2 separate regions of the Sus scrofa genome follow, and region 2 is linked to region 1. The links are chromatin contacts, called in public HiChIP or PLAC-seq maps. All regions are on one chromosome and are shown on one strand. The core of a region is the stretch at or near the end of the contact, and the rest is flanking DNA. Distances in the headings are between cores, read along the strand shown.

Region 1 (2,950 bases), core at 203-2,702:
CAGATCTTTCACACAAAAAAAGATACATGAATGGCCAATAACCACATAAAACAATATTCAAGATCAGTAGTTATTAGAGAAATGCAAAGGAAAACCACAATAACATGCCCCTAGAAACCTACTAGAATGGCTAAAATTTAAACAACTGACAATACCAAATATTAATAATGATGTGGAGCAAGTAGAACTCCCATACATTACTGATAGGAAAGGAAAATGGTACCATCAGTTTGCAGAATGGTATGATAGTGTCTTCTAAATTTAAACATATACTTAGAATCCAAAAATCTATTTCCACATATTTGTCCAAGAGAAATGAAAACGTAGACCCACTCCAGGATTTGTCCTTGAATGTTCCCAGTAGCATTATTGATAATAACTCCAAACTGGAAATAACCCAAACGCCCACTAATTGTTGAGTGGATAAATAAATGATGGCATATCCATATTATGGAATACTCCTCTGCAACAGGGAGCAAAATCGTGATGTACATGATACCCAGAATGAATCTTAAAAATTTTTGCTAAGTGAAAGAATTAGAAAGACTGTCTACTAATATGATTACTTTCCCCCCATTTTTATGAAATTCTGGAAAATGCAAAACTACAGAAAAGCTACAGAAAGCAGATCAGTAGTTGCTTGGTGGTGGTGCTGGGGTGAGGCATCAACTGCAGAGGGCACAAGGCAACCCTTCAGGCGGATCGAAGTCTTTATATCTTGATGGTGTTGGCAGTTACATGTGGTTACAGCCAGAAGCTATCAAAGTGTACACTTATGATGGATTTTTTTTTAATGATGGTTCAGTATCATCATAAAGGGCATATGTACTTGTACATGTCACGTCACCTTAGGCAAGATATGTGATCCAAGACTCCATTTCCTCTGGAGTAAAACAGAGGTGATGATGACTTTGATGGCAACCTCATAGGGTCAAGAGATTAAATAACTGAGAATCCACGTGAAAGGCTTCATTCAGTAGCTTGCAACTGCTAAACGCCCAAGAGAGGGGACACAGAGGCCTCAGCACCCACTTCTTCCTGAATATCTGAAAAGCTGCCTCTTTGTGCCCATTCCTAATTTGGTTTTCCTTTTGTGAAGCTATCAAAGGGGACGAGGTAAGCAGCTGGGGCCGAGGAGACAGTTTGCAGGGAGAAAGTGGATGAAATGAACCAGGGCAGCCAGTAGGCTGGCGGAACAGCTGGAACCTGCAAGGGTGTCTCTTTCCCGGGTGGTGCCATGGTCCCAGTGGTTCTGGAGACGTGAAACTCCTTTATATAAGTGGCCTTAATCATGTAGTGCTGCTTGTTTACATCTGAAGGAAACTCAGAATGTGACAGCATTTGAAACGGGTTTTTTTTTTTTTTTTTTTAATGAGTGTTTCACAGAACTTTATTTTTAGCCATGTTGGCTCATGTTATATAACCAAGCCGTCTCGTGGGACACTCTAAATAGAACTTGCAATAGCAAGAGATGACAAAAACTGGTATAAGCTCTTTGACTACAGGATAATCTAATTGTAAGATGATGCTAATGATACGGAAGTTGCCTTCTTCCTCCTTCTCTTGAAGAAATCGGATTCAGGCAGGGGAGCTGCAGTTTTCCTTGGCACACTTTTAATAGAAATTGGAAGTTTATTCTTCCAGTTTGCCTTCCCTAAGAGTGAAATGTGACACACAGATGAGTTTTGTTTATTTTACAGACTCATTTGATAGGCGCCTGCTGGGTGCCAGGGGCCTCCCTTGGGGAAGTTTGGAGTCTGGTGGGTATGGGGCCCGAGGAGGAGACACTGACCGTTAGAAAACAGGGTCTGATAGCCATGAACAGGGGTACTGAGAACCCCGGAAGGAAGGAGTGCCTGGCAGGTCTTGTGAGGAAGGAGGAGGGGGCGCTTCTTGGAAGAGTTGACCTCTAAGCTAAGACCTAAGATGAATAGGGCAGGGGGGAGAATTTCCCAGGTAGAAGGAACATGTAGAAGGCATGGAGGTAAGAAAACATGGATGCGATTAGGTATGTCTGGGGCAGAGAACTGGAGGTGAGGATTGAGGCCCATGAGGCCAGAGAGGTGGTAGAAGAAAAGGTTGCTAAGCCCCTTATGCGTCACCTGTACTCAGATCTGTGAGAGCCCTGCCTTGCCCTTGCAGGAACACTGGAGCCACACTGGTCCGGACTGCTGTGGACAGCCATGCTCATATCACTGGCCATCGTCATTGCCCTCCCCAAGCCCCACGGCATCCGGGCCTTAATTGCTTCCACAATTCTCCGGTTGATATTTTCGGTTGGGCTACAACCCACATTGTTTCTTCTGGGAGCTTTCAACGTAAGTATGAATACCTCCATGGCCACTTTTTGGTGTACATGCAAATAGGAATGCCTTGCCTTCTCCCTAGAATCTTGGCCTGTGCTTTCAGTGCAGAAAGATGTTATTTGGATCGACAGTTAACAGCAGAAGCAAGCGAGAGCTGCGAGCACACCTCTCCCTCTTAACCTTTTCACAGGACCATCAGCCTCTTCATGTGTTACCCCAGCATCAACTCTCTCATTTCAGGGAATATTCCTCTCAGAATTAGGTGGGAAAAAGGAGAGGAGTTGAGACTTGGGTTCATCTTGCCAACCCTGTCAAAGGTTGGCTAGAATGAGAGATTTTAGCCAATAAGTCAGATGACTGAATGGTCACACATCAGCCACTTCTGGTGAGGCTCAGAGAGAACAGAGCAGAGTAGCAGGAGGAATGTTCCCAGAGAGGGATCAGGTGGCAAGGTAGGAAGAGAATCAAGGAGCGTTACCTCCACGTCAGCAGTGACATTGACAAAGACTCCTACACTTGAGGTGGATGCCAACTCTGGAATTCTTAGGACCTAACATGGCTGATGTCAGACCATAAATTGGAGAGGTTTCCTGGTGAGAGGAAGCAATAAATTGGGACATGTGAGGCACTGCAGGGATCAAAAA
Region 2 (2,981 bases), core at 179-2,678, 210 kb after region 1:
ACCCTCTCTCCCACAGGCAGACATTCACACACAGGGAGTGGACACTTGTTTTTGCCTGCCCAGCAACCATTCCCTTTCATTCTAGAAACAGCTTCCACCTCTTTCTCAGTCTGTGAGATATTTATGATGGGAAAGGAGGATTTTGTTTTGGTTTGGTTTGGTTTTTTTGTTTTTGTCTTTTTAGGGCTGCACCCTCAGCATATGGAAGTTCCCAGGGTAGGGGTCCAATTGGAGCTGCAGCTGCCAGCCTACACCAGAGTCACAACAACACCAGATCCAAGCTGCATCTGCAACCAACACCGCAGCTCACGGCAATGCTGGATCCTTAACCCATTGAGCCAGGCCAGGGATGAACTAGTCACCATGGATACTAGTTTGGTTTGTTACCACTGAGCCAGGATGGGAACTCCTGAGGAGATTTCTTTCTAATGAAGTTGTTATGCCAATAGAATGAAAGTCCAGGGCTACCGGGAAAATTCTTGGCTACTTCCTGGGCCCACAAAGGCACAGTTGAGATAGAGAACAACCAATCCTAAGCATTTGGGCACCTGGATTCAGCTGTGCCTGAAGCCATCTCCTGAATCTCTCCCCCTCTAGCTGATTTAAACCCAGTTTCTCTTCCTTACAACCAGAGTCCCTGACTGACTAATGCAAGTCTTGTCTGATGCTAAGGTCCATGTACTTTAAACCATCCCAGACTGACTCAACAGTGTAGAGACAAAAGAGGAAAAAGGCAAAACAAATAAATCAAAAACTTTCTCTTTCTCACTCTCCTTCATCTTACATACATGGCTCTTCTGTTAATGGTTGCTAGATGAGTGTACAAACATGTCCAAGAAAGTCCCTTCACGTTACCACTTATTAATAACCTAGTTACCTGCATAAACATCATGATTTTTTTGTGTCAGTACCATGGCTGTCCACATATAACCTGTGTCAATTCCAGCAAAATATATCAAGCCTCCATTTCGCTTCCCCTATGAGAAAACTAGGGTTGGCAGAAGCTAAGTAAGAATATGGGATTTTCTACTCGTAGTTTGGGATTGTCCTTTCTGTTCAACTCTTCCAAAGTAAGAATAATTCAGCAAATATTTACTGTCTCCTTCCCTGTTCCACTCTCCCTAGTTGCCTTAATCAGGATAATCAAGAAAAGTAGAACCATGCCACCATTTCTTAGATAGTTAGCATTCCACCCAACAGAAAACAAGCTCTGTCCTCTCCCTTCCCAAGGATGTACATCTTCCCTCTTTTACTTATAGACCGTGACGCGGCAGGCCTGGGTCTTGACCTCCAAGCTGGCTTTGGTTACTGAGGGCTTTACGAGCCCATCTGTTGGGCTGTTGAATCACTGAGTCATGAAGAGGAATGTCTCCCACTGAACATCACACTGGAGCAGCTCAACTTCCAGCTAAGCTGGCTGGTGACCTGGCCACCCCCGAGGGGAGAAGATGGGAGATGTGGGAGGTGAGGAGCCCGCTTGACGCAGACGGTCACCCCATGATGACCTCACCTGCCAAACCAGTGACTCACTCTTGCTTTGCCCCCTCCCGGCCAGATCTTGCTCATTTGGAATACCTGAGGGGAATACCAGTCTCCTGCACTGAGTGAAAACACACGATTGTGAGCTATTTTTAAAGGTGTGACGTTGTCTTACTTTCAAGTGGAGGCAGCAACCTCTGCCAGGCTAAGAAATGGGTCTCAGGTTTAAAGCTGCACCTGCTTTAATCAACACATAAGAATTCCCTTTTGAAAAGAAAAAGTCAGATAAGGATGGGGAATGCTAAGGCAGTTTCCTTTCTTTTTAAACAATTTTTTTCATTATGATAAAATCTACATAACATAAAATGTATCATTTTAATCATTTTAAGCTTACAATTCAGTGGCATTAAGTACTTCAAAATGTTGTGCAACCATCACCGTCACCCATTTCTAGGACTTGCTCACCATCTTCAACAAAAGTTCTACACCCGTGAAACAGTAACTGCCAATCCCCTCCTCCCCTCAGCCCCCATCTCTATCTTTATACCTCTATAAATGGGTCTATTATAGCTCTTATAAGTGGAATCAAGTAAAATTTGTCCTTTGGTGACTGACTTATTTCACTTAACATAATATCCTCAGGATTAGCCTATGTTGTAGCCTGTGTCATATGTTCATTCCTGTTTAAGGTTGAATAATAGTTCATTGTACCTGTATGCTACCGATTATCTAACTACTCAGGAGGGCTGTGATGATGAACTTAGATTCTGGGAAGAAAAGTGCTTAATTTTTTTTTTTTTCTTTTTTTTTTTTTAAGGGCCGTACCCATTGCATATGGCAATTCCAAGGTTAGGGATAGAATCGGAGCTGTAGCTGCCTGTCTACATCGTAGCCACAGCAATGGTGGATCTGAGCAAGTCTGCAACCTACACCACAGGTCATAGCAATGCCAGATCCTTCACCCACTAAGCAAGGCCAGGGATCAAACTCACATCCTGCAGGATACTAGTCAGGTTCATTACTGCTGAGCCACAATGGGAACTCTGGAAAGTGCTTTCTGAATTCTAAAATATCCTGCAGAATTGTTCTCACCTTGTTTACAGTATTTGCTTAGCAATGTTTTTTCCCCATGGGGATAAAAGTTACCCTACCCTAGCTTGCTTTAAAATTATAATACATTTTAGATGGAAATGGTCTGAATAAATATGCTTTTCTTGAGGTGTTTGTGTATAGTGCTTTCTCTCCACTCTCTCCAAAGCTGAGTGCAATTGTACTGAATGTCCACTCTGGATCCTCACACGAATTTATTAGTTACCAAGTATTAATCTACCAGCTATGGGACTCGGACAAATTACTTCACCAGTTTGTGCCTCAGTTTCCTCATTTGCAAAGCAGGGTCCAAAGTAATAGAACTGACTTCAGAGAGTTGTTGTACCAAGAGTGGTAATGACTAGTGGGTGCCTGATGTACAGTGGGTATTCAGTGTTAGCTGCATTTGTTAT

Evidence for each region. HiChIP or PLAC-seq counts read pairs in DNA pulled down with a chosen protein or histone mark.
Region 2: an H3K27ac HiChIP or PLAC-seq map of skeletal muscle shows a contact between it and region 1, with 3 times the contacts expected there. The contact joins two enhancer-like sites. A contact is called at or near these places in 1 of 47 Hi-C or Micro-C datasets (embryonic fibroblasts) and 2 of 2 datasets of contacts at active chromatin or transcription factors (alveolar macrophages and skeletal muscle).

The regions. Positions count from the first base shown.
Region 1 is chr13:61,354,304-61,357,253 of Sscrofa11.1, forward strand. ITPR1 (inositol 1,4,5-trisphosphate receptor type 1) reads left to right here. Exons shown (of 59, transcript XM_021069282.1): 51 at 2,143-2,318. Among named protein-coding and RNA genes, the nearest start is that of BHLHE40, 170 kb to the right of the region's middle. Within about 2 kb of position 1,453, at least 3 of the 83 cell types and tissues checked have an H3K27ac peak or open chromatin away from gene starts, as enhancers often do. A contact at or near this core is called in skeletal muscle, where this site is marked.
Region 2 is chr13:61,568,088-61,571,068 of Sscrofa11.1, forward strand. No RefSeq gene overlaps it. Among named protein-coding and RNA genes, the nearest start is that of BHLHE40, 42 kb to the left of the region's middle. Within about 2 kb of position 1,429, at least 12 of the 83 cell types and tissues checked have an H3K27ac peak or open chromatin away from gene starts, as enhancers often do. A contact at or near this core is called in skeletal muscle, where this site is marked.